Regions from separate parts of the Mus musculus genome. Here region 2 is linked to region 1. Evidence: chromatin contacts called from public HiChIP or PLAC-seq data. All regions are on one chromosome and are shown on one strand. Each heading gives the region's core, a stretch centred on a gene start, on an enhancer-like site or on the middle of the called end of the contact. The rest is flanking DNA. Distances are from core to core; before and after follow the strand shown.

What was found. HiChIP or PLAC-seq counts read pairs in DNA pulled down with a chosen protein or histone mark.
Region 2: an H3K27ac HiChIP or PLAC-seq map of embryonic stem cells shows a contact between it and region 1, with 19 read pairs. The contact joins the enhancer-like site here to the promoter of Gns in region 1. A contact is called at or near these places in 2 of 39 promoter capture datasets (the C10 cell line and pre-B cells), 9 of 484 Hi-C or Micro-C datasets (B cells, centrocytes, embryonic stem cells and 6 more), 5 of 115 datasets of contacts at active chromatin or transcription factors (the HPC-7 cell line, embryonic stem cells, extraembryonic endoderm stem cells and 1 more) and 3 of 9 other capture datasets (adipose tissue, liver and pancreatic islet).

The regions. Positions count from the first base shown.
Region 1 is chr10:121,363,152-121,368,314 of GRCm38.p6, reverse strand. Gns (glucosamine (N-acetyl)-6-sulfatase) reads right to left here and starts at 3,225. Exons shown (of 14, transcript NM_029364.4): 1 at 2,957-3,225. The coding sequence starts at 3,124. Gm51786 (a long non-coding RNA gene) reads right to left here. Exons shown (of 3, transcript XR_003948972.1): 3 at 5,048-5,163.
Region 2 is chr10:121,402,017-121,406,819 of GRCm38.p6, reverse strand. No RefSeq gene overlaps it. Among named protein-coding and RNA genes, the nearest start is that of Gns, 39 kb to the right of the region's middle. Within about 2 kb of position 1,584, at least 5 of the 459 cell types and tissues checked have an H3K27ac peak or open chromatin away from gene starts, as enhancers often do. A contact at or near this core is called in embryonic stem cells, where this site is marked.

The DNA.
Region 1 (5,163 bases), core at 1,976-4,475:
GAGGCAGGACTCCCATACACATTTTTTTTTTTTATTAAATGTGGTGCATTCCTGTAGTCTCAGCTCGTGCGAGGTAGATGCATGAGGAGAAGGGTTTCAAGTACATCCTCAGCTACAGGGATAACCTCAGCTACAGGGATAACTGAGTCACCCTGGACTGTGCTGGATAGTTTTATGTCAACCAGACACAAGCTGAACTCATCTGAGAGGAGGGAGCTTCAATTGAGACAACGCCTCCATAAGATTAGGCTGTAAGCAAGCCTGCATGTAGAGCATTCTATTAACTAGTGATTGTTGGAGGAGGGCCCAGCCCATCGTGGGTGGAGCGAGCCAGTAAGCAGCACCGTCCGTGGCCTCTGCATCAGCTCTGGCCTCCAGGTTCCTGTGCTGTTTGAATCCCTGCCTTGGCTTCCCTGGACGTGCTGTGACAATGAACATTCAAGCCAAATAAATCCTTAGCTCCCCAAGTTGCTTTTGGCCGTGGTGTTTCATCACAGCAATCGTATCCCTAACTAGGACGTGGACTGTCTTGAAAAAAAAAATCACATTAAATGGAAATCAAGGGATATCAACTTTTGATGTGAGCCAGTGTGGGTGCGTGTGTATGGGGGTCCCCATTCCTTACCTTGCCTGCTATTGTGTCAATCTGAAACACAATTCCTCTCTCTGGTAGAGACACTATACATAAGGCTTTATTCATAAATTAAGTACCGTGGGTGAACCCCACTGACGACATTCCAGAATGCCACTGAAGACTCAGTGCAAAGCGCCCCTGTGGCCTTGAGGCAACATGTGGTGAGACGGGGCTACCACGGTGTTTTCGCAAAGCAGAGAAACCTGTTGCCCCTCAGCTGTCTGCCACAGGCAGCTTCCGTGATGTTAGAAATACGAACAGGAGACACCTCACCCTCTGCCCGGCACGGAGGAAGTTCTTAAACATCACCCCGGCTCAGCTCGTCACTCTGCTATCCTATTTGACAGTCAGTGTCACGACTCCACAAGGGGCCACCAGAAAAGTCAGAATTCCCTGAAGTGCTAGGGGCTGCAGCTTTAAAACAAGCAAACACCATTTCCTCATTTATTTAGCGTCCACGGCACTTGTACGATCCAGGGAAGGAACCCATGTTGTTGACAGAACATGTGTGGGAAGCTGCAAGCTTCTTTTGTTTTGGTTTCTCTGGCTACTACAAATACTTTATATATATTTTAAAAAAAGAGCCCAGGGCCATCGAGGTGACTCAAGGGTACATGCAAACCTCTGCCAAGCCTGAGGAGTTTAAGCTCCCAGGACACTCGTGGAGAAGGGGGGACGCCGTCTTCTAACCTCCACTCTATTCAGGCCACTGTGTGCACATACGCTCCCCCTATACACACATCCTACTGGTATAAAGAAGCAAACAGAAAAAGAGAAAGTTCTAGAGGCAAGTACCATTAACACAAAGTGAAAGACCTCGACTATACACAGACAACAGCTGTGCTAAGTGACAGTCACTAAGCTGGGGCACCTTATATGTAAGTAGTGGATTTTGTTTCCAACAGCAGTATTAAGGCTGACCTGTTGAGTACTCTGGGAGAGACAGCATTTTTTTTTTTTTCCTGAACAAAATACTTTTTTTTTTTTGAAATCCCAGCACCGGTGAAACAGAAGATGGATCTCTGTGAGTTCAAGGCTAGCCGCGGCTATACAGTGAGACCCTGTCTCAAAACGAAACAAAACACAACCAAACAAACGAAATAAAGCAAAGAGAAAGAGAAAGAAAGAGAAGAGAGCTATGGGAACTGTTGGAGGGAGGGATAATAAAACCTAAGAGGGAATTAAGTCAAGACTTTTGGTACAGGGGGTGGGGGCTCGCTCTGAGAGAGAACTGGCTTAGCAGGCCCTCCAGCAGGGTGGGAGGGGAGAAGAGATTCAACATCCTTATGGCTCAGGGGATACCACAACAGCAACAAGGCGATGAATGGGATCTATGTAGATATAGAGAAGGGCCAAGGGGATTGGTAACAGAACACCATCTAGAAAAAGACAGTTCGCGGAAGGCAAAGTGTTACTGCCCAGCCCAGAAATACACAGGCTCTGCTAACCATTATCACATGTGACACGTGGAAAACCAAAATGTTGGCTCACTAGACTCATTTCACAACTCACTGATCAGCTGGGACCAGCAACTTGAAGGACATTGAGCCAGGGTTAATGACCACACAGGAAAAAGTAGGACCCTCCTGCTTAGAGGTTTCACAGCTACCGCAATCAGCTGAAAGCAGAAGGAGAACCGAAAGAGGGAGAGAGTCTCGACTTGTTTCTTTTTCCTTTTTAGTGAGAGCAATGCTGACCCAGGACGGAATACCATTGGAGGGTTGGTCCTAATCTGCCTCCTCCCGCTCAGTGCTTTGGGCAAATCCCTAGAGCACCAATGGATGGAGATTGGCGTTCATGTTCCCAAAGGTCAAATTCCGGAACCTCGAAAGAGCAGAAGTGACTGGGAAGGAAATGCAGTCTTCATGACTAACACCCATTAGACCTAAATTGGAGCCCTGACAGTAATGCCTCAGCCAACTGTTCGATTAGGCCAATTGATTTTGGTTTTGATGCTTCTTAAGCAAAAACACTCTCTGTCAATAACAGCTCGACAGCCTACAAACCCACTTTTATAGCCACCACAGAAGCACGGATGCCGACGTCCCAGGTCCTCCGTGAAGAGGGCTGACGTGGCCTCGGATCTCCCTAATCAATCACTGGCCTCCACAGGTTTGCCCTGAGCGGCGAGTGTCCACTGCAGCAGTAAGGTCCAGGCTGGAGGCACCGTGCGCACGGTGCGAGCCTGTGGGTGAGCTCGGGGGAGGAAGCCGGGTCCCATGACTCGTCCAAGCTCCCGGAGGGCCCGGAGTGACCGCGCACAGCCACCCACGGCCAAGCGGCCCAGCAAAGGGGCAAGGGGAGGGCGTGGACACGAGTTACCATGCCGCCGAGCTCCGCGTCCTGGTCGTCGGTGAGCAGCAGCAGCACGTTGGGCCTGCGAGCCGCCCCCACGAGCCCCAGGCAGCCTCCCAGCAGCGGCAGCAGCAGCAGCGCCGGCAGGCGGCGGGGACGGCCCGGCCGGGGCCCGGCTGCCGAAGGGAGCCGCATGGCGGCCAAGCTCCGCGGGGGAACCGAGAGCTGCGGAGAGACGCCGGTGAGCGCAGGAGACGGGGTCAGGCTTTCTCTCCCTAGGCGAGATCACGTGAGGCGGGGCAGGGGGCGGGGCGCGTCGTCACGTGACGGGCGGCCGTGGGCGGGGCCTGGGGAGCGGCGGAGAGCCCGGGCGCTGGGCAGGGCTGGACAGAGCTAGGACCGCGCGGAGCCTGGCCTCGCCACTGGTTAGGCCTGCTCCTGATGCTGCAGGAGGAAGGACAGAGCACCGGAGATGAAGACAGGAGTCAGTCCGCTCATCTTCCCTCCAGAGTGAAGCAGCGCACGTGCTGTGAACACAAGATCAGCTGCTGGTTAAAGTCCCGGCCAGTCCTGGGGTTAATGGACAGCTCTGCCTGTGTCCTTTGACTTTTCACCTGTCGAGGTGAAGTTCTCATTTGGCTCAGCTGTTGTTATTCCACTTTCCTCGGCTGGCATGTACTTTCAAACAATTTAGGAACGTCTTTACGACGCTAGGAGCTCTGGTCAACGTTTCAAGTTTTAATCACACTTTAATTTACATTTATTTTTGTGGGTTTTGCGTGCTCACGCACCTTCCGCGGCACGTGTGTGGAGGTCGGAGGGCATCTTGCGGGCGTCAGTGCTTTCTTTCTGTGGAGTGAGTGCAGGGGATCTAACTCAGGCCCTCAGGCTTGGCGGCAGGTGCCTTGGCATCTTGGCCAGTCCTACTTGGTGAGTTTTTGCAAGCCTTCTTGGAAACTTAGAAGTGCATGGCTCAGTGGTTACGAGTACTAACTGCTGCTCTTCCAGAGGTCCTGAGTTCAAATCCCAGCAACCACATGGTGGCTCACAACCATCTGTAATGACATCCGATGCCCTCTTCTGCTGTGTCTGAGGACAGCTACAGTGTACTTATAATAAATAAATAAATAAATAAATAAATAAATCTTAAAAAAGAAAAGAAGTGCACGACCAGTAGCAACACATCCTTTGTTGAATGAAACCTCAAAAAATATTTTAAGTTAGCTAAAAAGTTAAGTTGCTGTTAGGGATTCCTGCGAGGTCAATGCACGATATACCAAGTGAGCACTGTTCTATGCAGAACAAAAGAAGGTACAGCCATTTGCCAGTTGATTGTGTGTTGGACTCACACCTTTGCGATTTCTTTTTAAAAGATTTATGTGCATGAGTGTCTGTCTGCATGCATGTATGTGTACTATGCTTGCCTAGTTCCTGGGGAAGTCAACGAGAGCGTCTGACCCTTGGGACTGGAGTTACAAATGGTTGTGAGGCACCACGAGGGTTCCTGGGAGTTGACATGGGTCCTCTGCAAGAGTACCATGTGCTCTTAACCACTGAGACATCTGTCAGACAACTGGACACAGAACCTTCGAAAAGTATTTTTCTTTTTTTTATTTTACATCTAAAAATAAAGCAGATAGTTTATAATAACATACAGTATTGTACAATTAATATAATATACAATAAAAATGTATAGGATCTCTGTGACCTATGAGACACGACAATGTAGTCCACCACTCACAGGACTGGAGTTAGAAAAAGAAGAAATAATTTTTTAAATGAAATAATAGCTTCAAAACGTCTAAATTTTGAGAAAATAAGATCCAAGGAACTCAGCCTCGTGCAGAAAAATCAGAGACAGTTTTCCCCTAGCCATGATGGCAAATACTCGCAATTCCAGCTCTTAGGACACTGGGAGAAAGAGGATTATACGTTTGAGGCTAACCTGGGCTTAGGCTATAAGAACCTGTCTAAAGAAAAAGAGTCTCGCTGGGCAGTGGTGGCGCACGCCTTTAATCCCAGCACTTGGGAGGCAGAGACAGGAGGATTTCTGAGTTTGAGGCCAGCCTGGGCTACAGAGTGAGTTCAAGAACAGCCAGGGCTACACAGAGAGACCCTGTCTCGAAAAAAAAATTTAAAAAAAAGAAAAGAAAAGAAAAAGAGTCATAAAAACTTACAGCTAGCCACCTACTTCACTGTAAAAGGCTACATAAATGTTAGCTTTCGAGGATGGT
Region 2 (4,803 bases), core at 335-2,834, 40 kb before region 1:
ACAGAGCAGCTGAGGCTCGGCACTGTGAGAGGCCATGGAAGGTCATTGGTGAAGGTGCAATTGAAGGTCCAGGACTGAAGGGGTCATGCAGTGTTTTGGAGATGCCAGTACCATGAGATGACCACCAAGAGCAGCAGCAGCAGTGGAGTACAGGCATCTGGAGCCTAGAGGATGACGCGTGTGCTACAAAGGGCATGGCTGGAGAAGTGACCTAAGCCCTTGGAGGAGCCCAGAAGATCGTAAGTTGGATCCCAGAGATTGGACAGTTGTAGATTGATTTTTGCTTTTGATTGTGACTGTGCCCTGATATTTTCCCTCTTGAAGAAACTGTTTTAGTGGAGCCCACAGTTAAGAAACTTTTAATTGTAAAAAGACTTTGGATTTTAAAAGAGATGGATATTTTAAAGAGATTGAAATTTTAAGAATATGTAAAGACTGTGGGACTTTTAAAGTTATTTAGATCTTGGGGATGAATAAGAATGTAAGGGTTGAGGCTTACTAGTGATGTGTTTGTGTGTCAAGTTGACAAGGGGTCAATTGTACAGGCTAGTTTTGTGTCAACTTGACACAGCTGGAGTTATCACAGAGAAAGGAGCTTCAGTTGAGGAAATGCCTCCATGAGATCCAACTGTAAGGCATTTTCTCAGTTAGTAATCAAGGGGGAAAGGCCCCTTGTGGGTGGGACCATCTCTGGGCTGGTAGTCTTGGGTTCTATAAGAGAGCAGGCTGAGCAAGCCAGGTGAGGCAAGCCAGTAAAGAACATCCCTCCATGGCTTCTGCATCAGCTCCTGCTTCCTGACCTGCTTGAGTTCCAGTCCTGACTTCCTTTGGTGATGAACAGCAGTATGGAAGTGTAAGCCAAATAAACCCTTTCCTCCCCAACTTGATTCTTGGTCCTGATGTTTGTGCAGGAATAGAAACCCTGACTAAGACAGGGAGTCACCACAATGAGAGGAACTGTATGAAAGGGTCGCAGTGTTAGGAGGGCTGAGAGCCACCGATTTAGGGGCTAATCCTGAAATACAGGGCAGGAACTGTCCTGCTTTTCCTTTAAGGTCTGTTGCCTGGGAGGAGTGGGCAGGGCAGGGCAGGGGACCATTCATTCCTAGTGTTCCTCTTGTAATTGGTCAGAAAATTCCTAGAACAACCAGGAAAGGAAGGCAAGCCACCCAAAGCTGCAGTGGGCTGAGCCGCTCAGCCAGTCCCGAGACAGGCACCATCCTTAGCAAAGGACCGAAAAATTTCGAGTTCTCCCTGTGCTGACTTCCGACGTGAACCGCAACTTGCTTAATTTGGTGTTCTAGAAAGAATCTCTGCTAAAGAGTCAAGGGTGGAGAGGAAGGCCCGGTGAGAGCCTGGAGGGCGGGCCAGCTATGGAGCTGGCTCACCTGGTCGTCTGCACGGTGGGGTTAGGCTCTGGCTTGGTCTCTGGTCTGGTTTCCTCTGGTTTTGCTTTGCTTTTTGGGGAACCACTCCCAGTCGGTCTGTCATAGGTGATAAGATTGAGAAGCAGTTTGTGCTGTAAAGCTCTGGTTTCTGAGAGAAAATCCTTCGAAGACTTCAACGAGGGAGCTCTTTTTAGACAAGGCAGACCTCTGCACCAGTGCAGAGACTCCGCCATCTTAACATCCTGCCAGCCCCATACCTTGGCACCGAGCTCCCCGAAGCTCCTGTCTTTGTTTCTGAGGCAGGTGAGATGGGACTTAGAAATGTTTATTCACACAGCAGCACAGGACTCTAAATTTTTAAGGGATTATCTTTGTTCTGGGGAGGGAATTACTTTAGCCAATCAAGTTTGTGATAACTTTATTAGTTTGTTTTGTTTTGTCTTTTGAGACAGTTTCTACATATTCCAGGCTGTCCTGGAACTCACTCTGTAGACCAGGCTGGCCTTGAACTCAGAAATCCGCCTGCCTCTGCCTCCCAAGTGCTGGGATTAATTAAAGGCGTGCGCCACCACCACCCGGCCCGGCTTTTTCTTTTTCTTTTTTTCTTCTTTTTTCTTTCTTTCTTTCTTCCTTTCTTTCTTTCTTTCTTTCTTTCTTTCTTTTTTTTTTTTTTAAAGATTTTATTTTCTATATATGACGAGTACACTGTAGCTGTCTTCAGACACACCAGAAGAGGCCATCAGATCCCATAACAGATGGTCGTGAGCCACCATGTGGTTGCTGGGAACTGAACTCAGGACCTCTGGAAGAGCAGTCAGTGCTCTTAACCACTGAGCCATCTCTCCAGTCCTTAAAATGAAACTTTTAAAAAGAGCTAACACAAGGTAACACTTGCAGGGTGTGGGGTGCAAGCTGGTGATTTATATTTCGTTGCAATCCACCCATTTTGTCTCTCTTCCGGCATTCTCTGTCACCTTCAATTTTGACTTAAGAGAATTTTTTATCTTAGCCAGACATGGTTGTGGAGGCCAAGCAAGGTGTGCGAGCCAGAGGGAACTGGATCTGTGGCGTGGCCACTGCCAAGTGTCTTGTTTGTATTTTAAAAGTTGATTCTTACAGAAGGAAATTGATTTAAACACAGAACACTCACAACTGTAGGGTGATTGGCCTTCCGCTGTATTCGCCAGAGAGGCAGTAACAAAACTTAGATTCAAGGTACCTGGAGCAGTGGGGCCGCCGGGCTCTCCGGTCTTTTCATGGCCAAGGTGATGCTAATGCTGAGTGATCCAGACCACAGCTGGAGGCCTCAATCTTTGTTTTTTGCCAATCTTTGTTTCCATGCCTGTAAACTCTCACCCCCTCCCTAAGCGAGAGTGTGGAAGCTTACCTTTATTACCCCAGCACCCCTGAGGTGGGGGGGGGACGGGGGACGGACGGGGAGGGGGGGAGGGGGGAGGGGGGTGGGGGGGAAGGGGCAGGGGCAGGATGGGGCGGAGCCTGGGGAATGTAGCTTCAAGGCTAGCCTGGGCTCCATAGTGAAGTCCTTCCTGTCTGAATGGCTCTCAGGGATTGTCACAAGAACAAAACCAGGTTGGTTCCCTCAGTTGGTTATTTCCTTGAAGCCAGGCATTATTTTCGGGGGGGGGGGGGGAGCTTTGCATCTCTCCTAGCAGGGGGGACTTCCCAAAGGTGTGACAACAGCTTCCTGGGCAGCTTGTCCTCCTCAGACACACACAGTTGCAGCTTATGGCCTGTGTGACTGTGGCTTTTGCCCCAGCTGAGCTCTGCCTGGGCAGCACTTTGGGGCATTGTAGGGAGGACGCAGGAAGCCAGGATCGTAGACGGGAAGCTTCTCTGTTCTCGTTCTGTGAGAGGGCTCGCCGTGGCCTTGTGGGCTTCATGTGCAAGCATCTGGGAGAGTGCAGTAGAAGACTGAGGCAGCCTTGGGAGGTGACACAGCCTTAGTCGACACTCATTCCAGCTCCCTAGGAAGCAACCAAGGTGTCACACTGACCGGAGTCCATATGCGGGAGATGCCAGAGCTGGGAAGCAAGGCCACACAGCTTAAGTCGTAGGGGCGTGGGCAGAATAGAATCACCATGTGTCGGAGCTGCTGCCATCTCGGCTCGCAGAGGAGGCCAGGGCAGTGCCAACAGGTGCTCCTGCCTTGGGTCAGAGGCTTTTGGAAACCACGGAGAAGTCACTGGAGAGAAGGGTGGTCTGTGATGAGCTGCCAGCCAGGGATCCCATTAAAATATTTTCCAACATATGCTGGGTACATTTAGCAACCAATCCACAAAGACACATCTACCCTCTTTAGTAACAATAGGCTAGGACTCGTGTTTATTTATATTCCTGGGTATGTAATATGCATGCACTTAGTGGGGGCGGTGGCAGGGATTAAACCTAGGGCTTGGTGCACAGTGGGCAAGTGGTAGGCAGCACTGAGCAACATGGTCAGTTCCTGTCGTCCCCCCCCCCCCCCCCCGAGAAGTTCTGACTATGTACTGCAGGCTCCTGGAATGCTCTAACCCTTTGGTTTTGAACTTGTAATCCTCCTGCCTCCTGGAAGATAAGGACTGAGGAAGAAAGACCACAAATTGTCCTAATGCTGGGGCTACAGGCACAGGTCATTGAAGCTGGACAATGTAGTTGTGTCCTCTTTGGGGAGAAGTTGAACGTTTACCATTGGCCGGCTTTGCTCTGCTGCAGGTACCTGTAATGAAAGAAGCCTTGGCTAACAGGAGGGACAAATCCTGAAGATTGCAGAATGAGCAGAGTGTAGCAGAAAACTGGATTTGGGGCCGAGGCAGAAGCTCAGTGGAGGAGCGGGGACTTAAGCTGTGGAAGGGTTCAGTCCTGGCAGCCCTCCTGTCTTAGTCTGGGTTTCTGTTGCTGTGAGAAAACACCAGACCAACAGGAACTTGGGGAGGAAAGGCTGTGCTTCATCTTCCAGGTCCTTGTCCAGCATCCCGAGAAGTCAGGACAGGAACTCACACAGGGCAGGAACCTGGAGGCAAGAGCTGATGCAGAGACCATGGAAGGGTGCTGCTTTCTGGCTTGCTCCTCATGGCTTGCTCAGCCTGCTGTCTTATACCATTCAGGACCACCCTCCTAGGGTTGACACCTCTTGATTTACTTATTATTTTTTATACACTCAGGACTGTGGTACCACCTACAGAGAGCTCACATCCATTATCAATCAAGAATACACCACGGGCTTTCCCACAGGTCATTCTGGTAGGGGCACTTTCTCAGTTGAGGCTCCCTCTTCCCAAATGACCCTAGCTTGTCTCAAGTCAAAACCATCCAACATTGCCCTTCTCAATCTGAACCCCCATCCCCACCTCTGACCCTTTTCAGACAGTTTTGCTATGGCCTAGAACTCACTACGCAGCCCAGCCTGACCCAGAAC